Linked DNA regions of Oryctolagus cuniculus: region 2 is linked to region 1. A link is a contact called in public Micro-C data. All regions are on one chromosome and are shown on one strand. Each heading gives the region's core, a stretch centred on a gene start, on an enhancer-like site or on the middle of the called end of the contact. The rest is flanking DNA. Distances are from core to core; before and after follow the strand shown.

Region 1 (3,832 bases), core at 493-2,992:
GTTCCAGTTTATGCAAACAGTTTGAGGTTTTAGTGCATTTATAAACACAAATGGTGAACAGTTAGTAAGTCAATAAATGTACTATATGTGAGGCTTTTTGTTTATGCTTTTAATGATGAATGAAAATGGTTTTTAGGATTTCCTCTTTTAGAATATGTGATTTGCATAAATTAATATGCAGATATAAATAATACCTTGTTTCAAAGTGTAGTTAGATGTATTTCCATCATCTCCAGCTGTATGTAAATTTAAGAAATTAAACTTTCATAATTTCTCTTTTTAAAAGATCTAACAACTTGGTGTTGAGTGCAATCTTTATCCTTTTAGGGCAAATAGAATTTATAAAATTTATTTTGTTAAAGTTGGCTCCTTAGAGTTGTTATGGTTAAGGAAATTAAATCCTTTCTAGTCCAGAGAAATTTAATGCTTAAGAAGACTCTTTTCTATTAATTCTTACTGTAAATCATTAATTGGATACCTTACCAGTGCTAGCAAGAAATAAATTATAAGAAAATTGTTTTAATGTATCAGATTTGTTTTTTGTAAATATGTCTAACATCTAAGATAAGTAGGATTCATTGTTACTCTTTTTAAGACAGTTACATTATATATATATAGAGTTTAGGGTGGTTAATTAAAAAAATTCACAATGAATTTGAATTTATTTACAAGAAGTTATGCTTCAAGGCTTGGTTTGGCACTTTACACTATGTTGACGAAGATCATCCTGAGAGTAACAGACTGAGAATGCCTTAGAAAGTCTTGCATTTTGAAAGATGAGCTCAGCTTGTGTATGCTTGTAGCGCTGGTGATGGAGAACTTTGTGTTGGGTGCTGTGATGCAGCTGTAAATGGCTGACTGGCGGAGGGAGGCAAAGTTTGAGCTTCTTGTTTTGTTTGGTGTATCCGGGTAAGGCCTTTTTCCGAGTCTCCTCTCTGCTCCCGTCCCCATACATTTTCTTGCTACCAATGTTTTTTAAGTGAAAAGTCTTTTAGAAGTTAGTGATATTGACACAATGAAGTTTTATGGGACATTCTTCAGAACTGTTGCCACATCGCTAGTGCTGTGGATTAGTCGTGGGGTGGCGGAGAGAACAGAATTCCTGGGTTTGTTTTAACGTTGCCCCGTGGCTCACCCTGGAATGGTTTTCAGTTTGTTTTCTTGACACTGACATTTGTCAGGACAGTTCGGAGCCAGCGCGGCCAGTGCCACCAGGAGGCCAGGAGACTCCTGAGCTTGGTCTGATGGATTGCTCCATCTTTCCCAGGGAAGAAGTGTTTGGGAGTTTGACAGACGTTCGTTGATTATTATATCACGATTTTTGATGTTTAAGTAATATGAGTAGATAATATTTTTATCTGTTTACTCTATGTTAAATATTATGACAGTGTTTTGGCTTACTGCTGTTTTGTCCTATTATTTGGCCCAGATAGTTAGATTACAGTTTTGCAAAAATTGTTTGCTTGAATGACTTAATATTTTAGCTTTTCTTGTTACTTTTCCTTTGCTGTGGTAACTCCATCAAAATCACCATTTCGAGTACAATAATGAGTCAACAGTAGTGGTGGTCTTCAGGTTAGCAAAGTTGCTCACAGAGAAGGAAGTGGGAACTCCTGATAGGCCCCTGCACTCCGGGGAAGAGCCACTTCCCCGCAGCCGCGGCCTCTCTGCCTAGATGACAGCCAGAACTGTCCCTGGGACCCAGGGGAAGCCTCTGGGGCCTGGGAGCGTGTTGTGCTCTTTTGCACACATAGATGGCAGCAGAGTGTTACGGACACAGGAGATCGGTCTTGTAGTTACAGTGAAAGATGAGTGACAACGCGAACTGACTTCCATCAGTGGAGCTGCCTGTGTCGTGTAGTTAAGCATAAAATAAGAAAGAAAGCTACTATTGATAACATGAGAGTGTAGGAGGAGGAAGAAGGCATGAGACGCTAGAATACACTGAATTTCTGGACAAATCCCAGGTGGGAAAGCTTAATCTTTTAAGGTATGTCACCCACTCCTAAAAGATGATTGAAATCAGCTAAGATAATATGCATGTCAAAATAAAGAGACAGCGAAGGGCTGAGGGCGGCAGGGCAAGAGGGAGGTAAAAGAGAAACCATACACAAGTTGCAGCGGCAAGTAATGGCCTGCTGCCTGTGGGTACTGTAGCATTTGGCCTGCATGTCTCCTTTTTAGTTAAGCAAGTTACAAAGAGGAAATGTCAGTCCACGAATCAGGCAAACATTCCATGGGAACATTTGCTCAAATGTCAGCATTTTAGAAAATAGAACTGCAGTCTATTATGGCCCAGTCCCTGGGCTGGATTTGCTGTTAAATGCACAAGTACAAATGTATTTCTTCAGAATGCGTTTGCAATTAGCGAGTCACTTTATGTCTTAATTAGCATTCCTAAATAATGACATAATTACCATAAAAGATGACAGCCATCATTATAATTAATATTTAATATGTGTCTGTTTCTGAAGACCTTTCTGTGGCTTCTCACAAATTTTCAGGGTAATTTTCAAGTTTCAGAGAATTGCAGTTGGTGAAATCTCAGACATGAGGATCTAATGAAGTGGAATCCAAGTTATTAGAATCTGAGGAATGGAAGTGGGTTGTAAAAAAGCGATTTGTAGCGTGTCCTGAACAATCGAATCACCTCGGTGTCTCACACTTACAAACATCATCAGGGCTTCCTAATGCCACTCAAGTCACGCGAATGTTGTTCAGGAAAACATTTCCCCTCCCCTTTATGTTTTTTCTGATCTACTCTCAGGCGAGTTAGTACCACAGACTAATCTCTGTGTCACGAACTTGATTCTAAAGGTGTGTAGAACAACTTGCTTAAATGCAGTATCTGGCAAGTCTCTCTTATGACAGCAACTTATTTCTCACATAATTATTTTCTTAGTAAATCTGATATCTTAACAACCCCTTCCCTCATTTCTGAGTTCAAAAAATAACACTTAATATAATTTATTTCTCATACTTAATAAAGGCTTACTTGAGAGTATATTGCCGTTCACCCCCAAGCTGCTTCCACCAAATGAGGTTAGAAGGGACTGTGGTTTGAAGGGTGGAAGGTGGTTTCCAGCATCATTTGCTGTGTACTGTAATGGGCCTCAATGTTGCTTTAATGGAGCGTAAAACATTCTGGCAGCCGCCTGTTACTTATTAATGACTGAATGGCTCTGCTGCGACATATATCAGGAGGAAAAAATATTTGTGCACATATATGTATAGTTTTTCTGTGTTAATCTGTTGTGTTAACTTCCATTTGAATGCACAGATAGGTCTGTGTTGCCCTAACTTTTTTAGTAGCATGGGCTGTGTGGACACAAGAACTCAGCAAAACTTGATTTCTAAATGTGTAATTCTTTTATAATTTTGCAAGGTTTTGATCTAATTAATTGGATGGAATTTTATGAGGTAAATTTACACCATCATACGTCTCTGGAAGCCAAGTATGAAATGTTCAAGTTAGTCACAACTATGCCTATGCAGATTTCTCTGCAAGTCTTTAGTGAAATATCACATATGTTTGTTTAAGGGGCTTCAGATCAGCCTTTGCTGTTTGAAAACAACTTTTAGCCAGAATATGGTATGCTTTGTGGGTTCTGCATACTTCTCCACTTTCAGCCCCTCTTTGGCAGTTAGTTGCAGACACTGTGCTTTTCTTAATGGGACAGTATCAAGCAGGTTATTTATGTGACTTTTCCGTTGCCAGAGTTTTCATGAAAAGGACAGTATTGCAACACCACTTCCTCCAACTGCTTGATTTCAAAAGAATCATGTCTCCAAGTAGGCAAATCTAAGTGATTTCTGTTGCTTACTGACAGAA
Region 2 (4,026 bases), core at 952-3,451, 140 kb after region 1:
GAGCTTCTTCCAGGTTTCCCACGCAGGTGCAGGGGCCCAAGGACCTGAGCCATCTTCTACTGCTTTCCCAGCCATAGCAGAGAGCTGGATCGCAAGTGGAGCAGCCGGGAATTGAACTGGAACCCATATGGGATGCTGGCACTGCAGGTGGCGGCTTTACCCACTGTGCCACAGTGCTGTCCCCAATAATCTACTCTTCATTTTAAAGTAATTCTCCCAATTGGAACATTAAAAGCAAGCTAATAATATTTCTAATTCTTTTTTAAAAAAGATTTATTTATTTGAAGGGCAGAGTTTCAGAGAGGCAGAGACATAGACAGAGAGAGACAGACAGAGAGAGACAGAGAGAGAGGTCTTCTATCCACTGGTTCACTCCCAACATGGCCGCAACAGCTGGAGCTGTGCCAAGCTGAAGGCAGGAGCCAGGAGCTTCTTCCATGTCTCCCACGTGGGTGTAGGGGCCTGAGCACTGGTGCCATCTTTTGCTTTCCCAGGCCATAACAGAGAGCTGAATCGGAAGTGGGGCAGCTGGATCTCAAACTGGTGCCCATAAGGGATGCCAGCACTGCAGGTGGCAGCTTTCTCCCACTACACCGCAATGCTAGCCCCTGTAATTAATTCTGATTCTTTATTTCATTAGAATGTAAAATAAGATTATCCAGTGTTCATTACGTGAGTAATTTAACCAGGTTGCCGATTACATCTTAATTTTCAACATATTGCTATGCTGTAAATAAAATTTGGTGACCTTTGAAAAATTATAAATAATTCAAGTATATCCCAAATGAAATTACATATTTTTCAAGATAATTGAGAGACATCCAAAAATAGAAATAGAACCTAGCTTCTTGTTTCAGAAGATTACAGTAAGATTAAATGACTAGAATAAACCCGATTTCCTGACTTTGATGACTGTGGCCATCGTTACTAAGCGGTGATCTACACACTGAATGTTCTAGTGGGTCTTCAGTTTGCAAGCTGCGTGGGGACTTGAGCCTTAAGCGTCCACAGCTGAGGAGTGGCCGAGGGCTCTGGGCGACTTCCCAGGCTGGCTCATGCAGGAGAAAGGCTGGGCCTGGAGTGTGCTTGGCCACAGCTCTCTGCTGCCTCGTGTGGGCACTCGAGGGCACTGCAGAGGGCTCCCGCTCCGAAGACACCATCTTGGCAGAGCAGGAGGCACACTTATGGTTTCCAGTCCTCCGGTGAGGCTGTTTTTCTCCAGGTTGACTCATGTCCATCTTTCGGTCATTAGGAACGTCTGGGCAGCGCAGGGACTGCTGCTGTAGGGCTGACTGAGGTGGTGAGGTCTGGCTTTGGAAATCCACCTCGTGGGCCATTAGTTTACCAGCAGTGAGTCACGGAAGTGATTGGCTTCATCCCTGGATACCTCTGGCCTGACTAAGACATCACGCTCTGTGTCGACAGTGTGTTTCTTCCATTCTCCTCCCACTCTTCTCTCTCCCTCTCTCTCTGTCTCTCGTTTAAGTGTTTAAGAATAGGATGTTGATTCAGCTCTGGACGAAGCCTTCCCTCTTCCCAGTAGGGCGTCTCATTCTCTTTCTCATTCCACCTTCGCTTCGCTCCCAGCCCCGCTCTGCTCCCCTGCTGCCTCTGGACTGTGGTCCCTTGTGGCCTGCTCCCGCCAGGAGCTCCTCCGTGGCTGGACGCTGTTTTCTCTGGAATTCGGCGAGAGCCTAGTGGGCACCACAGTGCCCCTGGCGTGTGTGCACCTTTGTGCTTCATTCCCAGTCGAGAAGTCAGAATCAGAGTAACCTGGCTTTTATCATCATCATCAAACATTTCAACAGCATAAAGGATTATACCCTTCATCTTCTTTATTATATTTGATTTAGTAGTTCAGTACTTTCAGAGACAATTTTTACTTCGTTGTTCTTATTACTTTTCTTTATGTGTATATTGAAACCCATACATCTGTTTATTCTGTTTTTCCTGTGTGTTTAAAAATGCATACTAACCCATTAGATGCTATTCTTTCCTTGGGAGAACTCTTGGGGGACCCCCAGTTCACATCCACCTGTGTTCATTCCCTCAAAATACTCTCTCAAGATGAAGCAGAAAGGATTGGGAAGCTCACTCCATCCCCGTTTTTAGTCAGTGAAGAAGTGGAAGCAGTCTGAGACTATTGCCTGCAAAGTCCTAAACCCAGCCAATGCCAGCGCTGAGACTGGGGTAGTCCTGCAGGACAGGTGTGAACATTGTTCTCGGTTGTGGGAATAGCATATCTGTGAATCTGAGAGTTGGCACTGGGCAGGAGCAACCCCTGTGAGTCAGAACGGGGCGTGTGGTGAAGCTGGATATTTAAGGCCTCAGCCACTCTTACCTTTTATAAAAGACATTAATTAGTTTTGATAACAGCAGTATTCCTTTCTGATGTTTAGCAGAAATAGTCACAGTGCAACAGTGAGAGTTTTCTAATAATAAAATGTGTAGTGCAACTAACTTGCTTTGGGTATCATCAAACTTTGGCAATGAGAAGAATAAGAAATAATGACAAATACATTTAAAAAAACCACATTGCAATAAGAAGTAACTACTGAAAGTAAACACATAATTAACAGTTTGAGACTGTCACAAATGGATGATATGCCACCATTGTTTAGATATTGGGCCATTTTTTAGAAGATACAGCACATTCCTCTAACTGTGGATTCATAAGGAACCATATATATCTGTCTAAAAGCAGTATTCACCCGAGAGAATCTCATAGTTTCAGGTTCAGGAACTTGAGGTTCTGCATTTTAGTTTGGAACATTGTTTTTAGTTTCTAAGTTTTGCTTCATAAAATACCTAAATGCATTTATTGTCATGATTTTAATCTCCAGAATTTTAAAACTAATTAATGTAGAAATTACCCACATCACAGTAAAGGTTTAGGTAATTTTTTTCCTTTGTTTTTTCTAACGATTGTTCTTTGTTGTAAAAATGAGAACCATTCAGCTGGGCACGAGGAGGCTAAGGGGCGAGGAGGGGATGAGTGTGCCCCATGTGGCAAAGTCTGGAGATGCTTCCAGCCCACAGTGGGGAAGGGGTTGCTACAGGCATCAGTAGACAGAGGCTGGGGACACTGCTGAACATCCCACATTGGACAGCACGATGACCAGCCCAGCACACGATGTCGACAGTGGTGAGGATGAGAAACCCTGCTCTAGAATTAACCAAGGGTTGTCTCCGAATCCGGGTGAATGTCACCTATCAGAATGGGATCTCATTTTTCTTTACATGTCACTTTTATTTTTCCACTAAATCCTTCCTAGAGCTTTAGCAAATATTTACCCGAACACAGGAAAAAAATCATTCTGATTAGTAGTACTCCAGGGAAGGTCTCAGCCCTAGGTCTTCTGGTCTCCAGGTGAGAGCCAGTTTAGGGCACCCATAGAGCAGGGCTGGCAGTTGGAGACCGTCTTAATCAGATCTGCCACCCACTGCTCCACAGAACCGTGTCGCTCACTTCCAAAGTCAGGGAGCATGTTTACTTTGGTTATTAGTTCTAACAAGAACAGATCCTTTCCTTGGGGATAAGCTGTGGAGTCCATGTTTTGGCTTTGATATGAAATAAGCATTAAAAGAGATTGGAGTTTATGTTTCAGCGTGTAAGATTATAGTAATATCTCTGTGACAGGTTCACTGTATATGAGATTTTTCCTTTAGAATTATTAGAATTCATATATATTTCAGTGTTTTAGGAAGTAATATAATGTGTGACACAAATAACTAACTTATTTTTATTTAATCACATTAGGCAGAAAGCATTCTCTCTATGTATAAACTATATAGATATATATGCATAGTATATGTATAAATAAAGTAATATTTCAGAATATTACTTAGTATTTGCCATTGTGACCAGCAAATTCAAATCAAGCAGTTATAGATGAATCAAGAAACAAGTGAGCCAATACCAAACAACTCAATATTTTATTTATATTTCTATCTATCAAAGGTGCCTTGTGGTTTCTTTAGATGAGCATCAGTGTCATAACTCACCGAAAAAAACTCAGTTGCCTA

Evidence for each region. Hi-C and Micro-C count contacts between places; a contact is called where the count stands out from the background.
Region 2: a Micro-C map of ear pinna shows a contact between it and region 1, with 2.4 times the contacts expected there. The contact joins two enhancer-like sites. A contact is called at or near these places in 2 of 6 Hi-C or Micro-C datasets (ear pinna and an unstated tissue).

Annotation. Positions count from the first base shown.
Region 1 is chr5:167,861,674-167,865,505 of mOryCun1.1, forward strand. All of the region lies in intron 4 of GMDS (GDP-mannose 4,6-dehydratase), which reads left to right. Among named protein-coding and RNA genes, the nearest start is that of GMDS, 150 kb to the left of the region's middle. Within about 2 kb of position 1,743, at least 3 of the 8 cell types and tissues checked have an H3K27ac peak or open chromatin away from gene starts, as enhancers often do.
Region 2 is chr5:168,000,365-168,004,390 of mOryCun1.1, forward strand. The region is part of intron 6 of GMDS (GDP-mannose 4,6-dehydratase); the gene reads left to right. Among named protein-coding and RNA genes, the nearest start is that of GMDS, 290 kb to the left of the region's middle. Within about 2 kb of position 2,202, at least 1 of the 8 cell types and tissues checked has an H3K27ac peak or open chromatin away from gene starts, as enhancers often do.